Linked DNA regions of Zea mays: region 1 is linked to region 2. The links are chromatin contacts, called in public Hi-C maps. All regions are on one chromosome and are shown on one strand. Each heading gives the region's core, a stretch centred on a gene start, on an enhancer-like site or on the middle of the called end of the contact. The rest is flanking DNA. Distances are from core to core; before and after follow the strand shown. Region 1 holds the start of LOC100127534. Region 2 holds the start of LOC103654840 (zinc transporter ZTP29).

Region 1 (4,629 bases), core at 60-2,559, 160 kb after region 2:
CAATGTAGCATGCCTAACTTTAAGTTGTGTCGGCTTAGGCAAAAAACCAAACAACCCCTCATCTTATCTCTAGTAGCTTAATCATTCTCATATATATATTTAAACTCCACTCTACGAACATATATAGTTTATAATTAGTGGCGGACCCAGCTGCTATATTTAGGGTATGCCATAAAAAATTAAGAAATTAAATAAAAAAGGGATTAGCAAGACTCGAACCTTAACTGCTAGTCAAGACATAATACTTAAACCACTATACTCACTATTTTTATATAAATTTAGTGTGTGTTATGATTTATATAGAACATCCGCTAGATTCTCCCATATTTATAATGCAAAATAATATTTTAAAGACACAGAACTGCTAGCACTCTTTGCTAGAGATGGCAATGGGTACCCGCGACCCGATACCCGATGGGTATTTACTTCATTAGAGTATGTATGTGGGCTAAATATTCTACTCATGGGTCTGTTATTGGGCAAAAATCTTCACCCAATGGATAAACGAGTATTAGAACGTTCCGCCTTCACCCATACCCGTTAACCATGGGTATACAATACCCAATATAAACTTAGGCAAAGCATGAACTTTGACTTTAGTCATCCATCTTTTTTACTATTTAACAACCTTTTATGCCGTAATGTCATAGAAGGCGTAACGACAATTTAATGACCATGTAATGTGTTATATAGTACTCCCTACGGTTTCCTATTAGTTGTCGTTTAGGACAACGACACGGTCTCCAAAATATAACTTTGACCAATGTTTTTTTTGTTAAAATACAAATGAACTCTTAATACATTTATATTTTTATAAAAGTACTTTTTATGACAAATTGATGCATATAAATATTGGGTTCCAAAACTAAATAACAAAATAATTATTTGTAGTCAAAATTTTATAAGTTTGACTCAAACCTTATCCAAAACGACAACTAATAGGACAACGGAGGGAGTACTATCCTAGTGTTACTACTTTATCCAATTATCTTTGGTGTGTTGAATGGATGGTTAAATGATGTTAGAAATTTTGTAATGGTATTTAGATGGATATACCTGACATTTGTATCATATAATATTTTGATAGATGTTTAGCTTTTGTGGGTACGGGTGACCCGTTGGGTGACCCATACCCACATGGGTATGGGTATAGGTATGAGAGTAAATCTATACCCGCCAGTATATATGACTGATCCGATAGAGTTATTTTTATGTTGTGGGTATGAGTATGAGGTATTACCATTGCCATCTCTACTCTTTGCCTCTTTGCGACTCCACAACGCCCACCACACCTCGCCCAGAACACTCGACGCCACCACTTACTTGCAAATAATGCAAAACACCAGGGGCAGGCAAGTAACTTCGCGTCGGCTCCACCTTTTTTATCTGGCTCCCCCACCTTCTCTGGCCCGACGACGCCCCCATTTCGAAGCTCCTCCTCGCGATTCCAATCCACGCACGCCATCTCCGACTCCGCGTCCGCCTCGCGCAGGGTTAGGGTTTGCTCTGCTCCCCTTCTCGTGTTTGTTTTCCCTGTTGGATTTGGTAGAGAAGGCTTGATCTATCGGTCTCGGGGTCCGATTCGGCGTCCCCTGACCGATTCATGCGGTTTTCTTGAGGGGGTGGGGGAAAGAGGTTGTGGTGGTGTTGATTCGTTGGATACGGGGATTTCATGGGTTGGGAATTGCCAGGGGGACGGGAGGTCGCAGATTCGTGGGTTGACTTGGCCTTCGGTTGCTTGTTCTCTTGGGATGTGGAAATGAAAACGCGTTTCTTCTTCTTCTTCTTCTTCTTGTTTTTAAATTTAAAAACTGTATAAAATTTGTTTTTCACTTTGTCTTGTTGAAAATAATACATCGGCCCATTTTGCCTGATTTCTCTAAAGTTTTATAGCGCTGTTAATAGCTAGTGATTTAAGTGCTCTATTATAGTGGAAATCGTGTGTGCCTGGTTTTAAGCGGTGGATTTGTTAATTTATGCAGCAGATTTGGTGCACGCTGTTCTCGATTTAGATCATTGGGAATTTTTTTCTTGTTTTTGTAGAGATTCGAATTTGATATGTTACCCTGATTCGTTTAAAAAGTCGGTTTGAGCTGTATTTGCGCAGCAAATTTTGCGATTGTGTCTTTTGTTCCTAAAAATCAGGATCTTGTTTCGTCTACCACGATTGATGTTTGCTAAGATGGCAATGATGGTTTGATGTGCAGACATATATTCAGTGATGGAACACAAGGAGGCCGGCTGCCAGCAGCCGGAGGGCCCAATCCTATGCATCAATAACTGTGGTTTCTTTGGAAGCGCTGCCACCATGAACATGTGCTCCAAGTGCCACAAGGAGATGATAATGAAGCAGGAGCAGGCCCAGTTGGCTGCCTCCTCCATCGATAGCATTGTCAATGGCGGTGATAATGGGAAAGGACCTGCAATTGCTGCAACTGTAGGTGTGGCAGTTCCTCAAGTCGAGGAGAAGACTATCGCCGTGCAGCCTATGCATGTCGCTGAAACCAGCGAGGCTGCTGCTGTTATCGCGAAGGCCAAGGAAGGCCCAAACCGGTGCGCAACCTGTAGGAAGCGTGTTGGGTTGACGGGTTTTAACTGCCGATGCGGGAACACGTACTGTTCGATGCACCGCTACTCCGACAAACACGACTGCCAGTTCGACTATCGAACTGCAGCTAGGGACGCTATCGCCAAGGCCAATCCAGTGGTGAAGGCGGAGAAGCTTGACAAGATCTGAGGCGGGGGCATTGGGTAACGAAAAATGGTTGCGATCTGCAAGAATTCAGCATGTCTCTTTGCTGCTTTATCATTGAACTTCCCATTCTTGTCTTGCTGTCACGTCCCCTGGGGTTCAATACTATGATGCGCACAGCATCCTGGCAGCTGCAAGAATTCATCCCCAGTCGAGTCACGAAAATGGTTTGCGTGTTGACTATGTCGTGTAAGCTTATTCAGTTATTCTTGGTGGTTTGGGTCGGTATCGTGTCATTCCCCGTTTAGGTAGCTCTGTAATCTACTATTCTCAATTTCTCATGTGTGTTGCCTTCCAATCAGTAATAGTAATCAGCAATTGTCTGCCATATCTCCTACAAGTATATTTTCCAGTTCTATTGTTTTCTCTTGATGTTCCAGCAACATATCACATTCAGGTAATCGCTCTGCATTTCAATTCATGTGTACCTGTTATTTCAATTCAGAGGACCAGAGGTTGAGAGGGGGCCATAGTGGTTTCAGGCCACTTCTCTACTATCGACCAATCAGAGGTTATATTCAAGTAATTGTTCATATGTGGAACTATTGACCAATCAGCAGATCTTGCTCCTCGTTCTCTGAGGAAGGGTGCAATGAAGTGGGATTCTTGCTGTCGAACACTTAATTTCATAAATCATTTTTGTTCCAGAGCTGTGATTTTGTATTAGGATGCAGCTTGGTGGTGGTTGGGTACGCTGAATCTGCATTACATACAGTGTACACAAGCACAATTTCCTGGTGAATGTTGACACTAGGCAACTTGAATTCTCAATCAAGAGGCCGCAAAGGGAACATACATTTCATATTCTGCAACCTCTTTTCTATCGTGTACAGTTGGGAACATGCAACTCGACTTTCCACATGTGATTGGAACACGCCTAGTTTGTTTTGTATCATTTGCCACCTGCAAAGAATTGGAGCAAGTCTAAACAACTCGTTTTTGTATGATTGCCACTTGCAAAGAAGATAACTGATTTGTACGAAATGATATTATTGACATAATTGGAGCAAGTCTAAAAAAGTGCCCACACATAATTTATTGTGCTGGGCACGAAATATTTTCCTCCCTCAATTTGTGAGTGGGGTCTCTTTAGACATGACGGGAACATTGAGCAACTCCCCCTGCCAGGTGTTCAGCTGCGATGGTATAAAGAACACAAAGCAATGATACAGAAGTCTGATCGCCGTGAGATTCCTTCGTTGTTAATTGGGATAATAGATAGGATCTCAGCTTTGCCGTCCTCATCTCAGCTTTAGAATAGACGTATTTTATGGAACCTAGCTGTTGTTAATTGCTCCGTTCACTGACTAAAACAGTTGCAATGCTCGGCATGAACCAGGGTCCAGGGGGTTATTAGTTGCAAATCAGACACCCAAATGGGGTTCTTTTTACCATGCCACAAGTCAGATAGCAGCCAGGACTCGTTTGGTATTGCATAACAAGTGGTTTCACACAAAGTGAATACTCCCGCGTGCATAACAAGTTCAAACAACCCAATTGCTTCTTCATTGGCTGTTCTAAGCTACAGTGTATGAGAAGAAAAAGGTCGCGCACATTATTTATTCTGTATTACTTCTACTGCAAGTGTAAGCGTCAGGACTCAGACCCTGACGTTGAAGTAAACCGTGTAGAATTCGTCCCTCAAACTGTACAATGGCTCAAGGAGGAAGTTCCTGGCCACCCCCTTCGCGACAAAGCTGATCGGGTGATACTGCCTCAATGGGTCAGTTTGCGAAAAGCTCGCCGCCTGCTCGAGTATCCCGCCAATGCTCTCAAGGGAACTCTTGCAGTTGACTTCAATCCTCGTCCCTGCGGAGTAGTTCGTGCCCGTCACCAAGAAGCATCCTGGTTTGGTCCCGAGCTCGAGGGAGACCGAG
Region 2 (4,433 bases), core at 1,571-4,070:
ACGACAAAAGCTGAATAGTTGAATTTTGTACCTCTGGTATGTTATGTAAGGCAATAGCAACAGCCAAGTTCAGGCCCACATGAAGACCCTGCATTTTTTTATTGTGACAAAAACAATCACTTCAAGCACAAAAACAATCATAATAAATAAAAACACTTGGAACACAGCATGAGGTTTAGGGCAGAGCCCTTCCAGAACTAACAAAGCTAGGCCAAAAATGGAGGGCACACAGCAATAAGTCCTACAGTTCTCTGTTTGAAGAAATGCAGGGCACAATCAATTCCACCTTTGCAATGAACCAAAAATGGAATATACAAAAGGAATAGCAAGACAAGCAGCATTTTGAAAGGAACTAAAACAACTCATTCCAGAAGCTGTAACCTATAGGAAAAATCATAAAATCATAGATTATGTTCCTGGAGTACAGATCAGCAGATCAAATCATCAAAATGCTCAGAAGGGATGGTGATTCCTCAGACTTTCCATCCCAAGCCAAAGAGTGCCAGTGACTTCTACATACTTGATAGTAAGTTCATTTGTTCATAAATCTACCCATCCTAGGGCATTTACAATTTATGTAAGACTATAAAATTTGCAAGATGGGAGCTTATGGTAAATAATTACAACATATACACAGATTAAAATGAATGATTAAATAAGTTATATTTGATAGCAGGGATCTGAATTTCAATCTCAAAAGCAAATAACAGAGAGTATCATTAATTAAACAGTTAAGAACAAATTATTTGGACAAAGAACTAAAGGAATAATTGTTGCTTTAGTTTTGTTATTTAAGCTATTATACTGATGTATATACTCAAGCCGAGACATTCTAGAATACATTTCAATCTGCACATCGATGAATAACAGGGAGAGTACCACTAGTTCAACCATTTAAGAATTAATTAAATAGATAATTGACCAAAGAAAAGAATGTTATTTCAGTAATTCAAAACCCAAAAGGTGGTTAGACAGTTAGTGATTTAAGCTATAATGCTGGCATAACTGTACTAAGGTATTACCTTGACAGATCCAAGAAATACAGCCATTCCCTCTGGAAGATTATGCAAGCTAATTCCTGCAATAAGAGCATTTGCCAATTAAAATGATTGCAGCTTCAAGGAAGCAAAGCTGCGCAAAATATTGCTAGAAGATACAGCAAGAAATGAAACAGTCGAAATAATTATGTCATCCAAATTTCGAAACTAATATCAAGGGGTGCATTTTCTTAAATAAGGGCACTGAATGATTTCATAAGGCATTTGTGTTTCTTACCAACAGCAGTGATAATACCACTGAATAGCACTTGCCGGCGATGTTTTCTCATCATATCTTTACCTGATACACCATCATCAGCCTGCTTTCCTCAAGCCAAACAAAGAGAACTAAATTCTGTTCAGCTTTCCTATTTTAGTGAGGAAACAAATTGATCTGGCATAAGAAAATCAGTAAGGGCTGTTCATTCCAACCTCTTTCTCGCTTGGATCAGCTGGTGGCGAAAAATCTGGCTCTGGGATAAACTTAATAATGAAACCGAAGAAAAGAACCCCTGCAAAAAACTGCAGTTGCTCCTTGTTATGTGGACAGATGAACGCTAGATGAGCTTGGATTGAAGAACTATAAGCAGGTTATGGCTCACCCAGAGGTTCCCCTTCAAGAAGCCAATAGAATTCAGGGCATTGTGTGCCAGGTCTAGAAAGGAGATGCTGAGCATAAGTCCAGCAGCAAAACCCTGTAGTGAGTTTCAACAGCATATAGAGCCTTAGCAGCTAAACAACCTACTCGAAGAGGATATCTGAAGTTACTTGATAGTTTCTCACCTGTAGAAGCCCGAGCACTTTAAGGTTAGGGGCAGGATTCAAAACGACAAACAGTGCACCTGAAACAGAGAATTCAAACCCAGATGCAGTGGGTGAAGTTGCTAAAAAAACTCAAATGCACACAAGGCGTCACCATTACGATTTGATGAACGAAAAGTAAGGCTGGGCATCCTGAGGTAGTTCATCAAATCACCATGGCAACACTTGTATCACAAAAGTAAGTACAACGTGGACGAGGTCGTAGCTATATGTAATATTTAACCAAGCAAGAGTAGTCCTAAACTGAGGCAGCTGTGCTACTTGGTTCCCATTCGAAACTTGAGGAGTAACCCATTAATTTTACAGGTGGAGGAACGATTTTCCATCACTTGATAGCGAGTGAATAAAATCATACGGTAAGGTGTTCCACAATTTTATTGGTAATAACAGAGGCAACAGAGTTGTATAGACACCGGAATTATGGTTACGCTAGACTGCTAGTTGCTCGCCCCCCCCGACCAGTACGAGAAACGCCTATCCTATCCTATGAATGCGGAACACTAGTCAATCGCATCTGAGTACACTGCTCCAGACCGCGCAGCCCAAGCTGGGCGCGAGGAAATTGGACTGCAACCAGCGGCAGCCAGTGGGTCTCCGCTAGCATCGAAATCCTAGGAACCGCAGCACGGCGGCAAGCAATCGGAAATTCAGCAACCGCGGAGCCGAGAGTCGGGCGTGCGTGCCGTACCGATGGCGGTGCTGAGGCCGCCGACGAACGAGAGCCCGAGCGCCCTGTAGAAGACATGCAGCTGCAGGTCCATTCGCCCGACGCAGCTCCGCTGCCCGTGCTAGGGTTTGGGCTTTGGGTGTCGAGGATTCGGGGGGAGAGGGAGAGACGAGGGAGTGAGGGAGGAGGGGAGCGGTTAGCGAGCTTGGCGTGAGCCTCCGCGACCGCGAGGAACGTGGTTTGACTTGAACTGGAAAGTGAAAGGTGGAGGAGACGGGACTACGGGAGGGGAGGACTGAGGAGGCTATTTATATATATAGCAAACATGAGTGGGGAATTTTTCACTTTTGGTCTCGTTGGCATCGCATATGGAGTATTGGGGAATTTCACTTCCTTTGTGTCGGATTATACTCGAAATCGTTCCAGCTAAGGCCTTGTCGTTTGTGTCGAATTGATGGGTCGGAACGATTCCTAACCGGATTGCTTCTCTAATTTATATAAACTTTGATTAGCTAGAACGATTCCGGGTGCAATCCGACGCAAACGAACAAGGACTAAAGTCTTGTTTGTTTGTGCCGGATTGGAGGTTCGGAACGATTTCTAACCGGATTGCTTCTCTAATTTATATAAACTTTGATTAGTCGGAACGATTCCGACGCAAATGAACAAGGCCTAATTAAAGTTCATATAAATTAGAGAAGCAATCCGGTTAGGAATCGTTCCAACCCACCAATCCGGCACAAACTATAAGGCCTAAAAGATGTAAATTTTGTGTACGTCGGCTTTGTTTCCGAAGATGTCGAATCTAGCAGCTGATTCGCGCGATTATTATGTTATTATTATTTTTAAGTAATTATTGTAGGGTGGTCCTACAGTATTCTTTGTATTAAAAAATTATGTACAAAATAAAGGTACTCGTTGGTGATCCCAACCAATATCTTGGAATTCTGCATCAACCACAACTATTTGCAACCGCAGTGACGACTGACATTTGCGGCATGACTCATGATGCAAAGCATAACTGCTCCATTCTCTTTTTCTTTTCTCCACATCGTTTAGGTATCCTCTGATTCAAACAATGCAATGACCTGAGGAGCTACGTCAGCATGTGTCCATGGATAAAACAACAGTAGAATTACAAAACCAAATTGGCATCATTCTGAATTCTGATTCAAACAAAACGGTAGGATCGCAAAAACCAAATTGGGATCATAGTATTAGCATCGATCAGGCAGGATTACAGAAACGAAACCCCCTTGGCGACCCACACATCACCAAGGAAGGAACGAAGGAAGGAACAACAGACGATCACATAATTAGGCAACCGCAAGCAATAAATAAATAAATAAAACAACGATTAATTAATTATTAATCGGGTGAACCAAACACGATGCTCCATCCCAGGTTTCCCGCACTCCGCGCGGTACGTCGCTCAGTGGAGGAAGGAGGCGAGGAAGGAGACGACGAGCGCCGCGGCGGCGGGCACTGCGGCGGCGGCGGCGGCGCTGGCGGAAGGGCCAGCCGCACCGCCGGCCGCGCCGGCGGCCGCGCCGGCGGGCGCCTCGGAGGGCGACTCGGAGGCGACCTCGGCCAGCACGGCGGTGGCGGAGGCGGCGGCGACGAGCGCGGCGCAGAGGACCTTCTTCATCTCCATGGCTGCTGGTGCTGGCCGGGTCGCTTGCTGCTGGATTGGTCCAAGGAAGCCGGCCTCGCGCTCGAGGAGATGTTATTAGTTATTCGGTGGAATTGGGAGACTGCTTTTCGACGGTGATCTCTCTCTCAATTGCTTCTCCTGCTTCAGGACGGGGCGCCGCTTTATAGGAGCTGCGAGGCGACGGCGCGAGCGGCCGCGAGCGAAGCAAGGGCGGCGGTTCGTTCGCTGCCGGGCTGGCCGTGGGTTTGCTGCA

What was found. Hi-C and Micro-C count contacts between places; a contact is called where the count stands out from the background.
Region 1: a Hi-C map of bundle sheath shows a contact between it and region 2, with 2.2 times the contacts expected there. The contact joins the promoter of LOC100127534 here to the promoter of LOC103654840 in region 2. A contact is called at or near these places in 5 of 25 Hi-C or Micro-C datasets (bundle sheath, ear, leaf and 1 more).

What each region holds. Positions count from the first base shown.
Region 1 is chr4:241,946,300-241,950,928 of Zm-B73-REFERENCE-NAM-5.0, forward strand. It overlaps LOC100127534, which reads left to right and starts at 1,310. Exons shown (of 2, transcript NM_001371767.1): 1 at 1,310-1,493; 2 at 2,208-3,082. The coding sequence starts at 2,222. The coding sequence ends at 2,737. It overlaps LOC100279496, which reads right to left. Exons shown (of 12, transcript NM_001152497.1): 12 at 4,208-4,629. The coding sequence ends at 4,353.
Region 2 is chr4:241,788,875-241,793,307 of Zm-B73-REFERENCE-NAM-5.0, forward strand. LOC103654840 (zinc transporter ZTP29) reads right to left here and starts at 2,821. Exons shown (of 12, transcript XM_008681664.3): 1 at 2,548-2,821; 2 at 1,821-1,879; 3 at 1,640-1,732; 4 at 1,470-1,559; 5 at 1,276-1,357; 6 at 1,023-1,078; 7 at 32-88. The coding sequence starts at 2,620. It overlaps LOC100278640, which reads right to left and starts at 4,310. Exons shown (of 1, transcript NM_001364468.1): 1 at 3,716-4,310. The coding sequence starts at 4,180. The coding sequence ends at 3,959.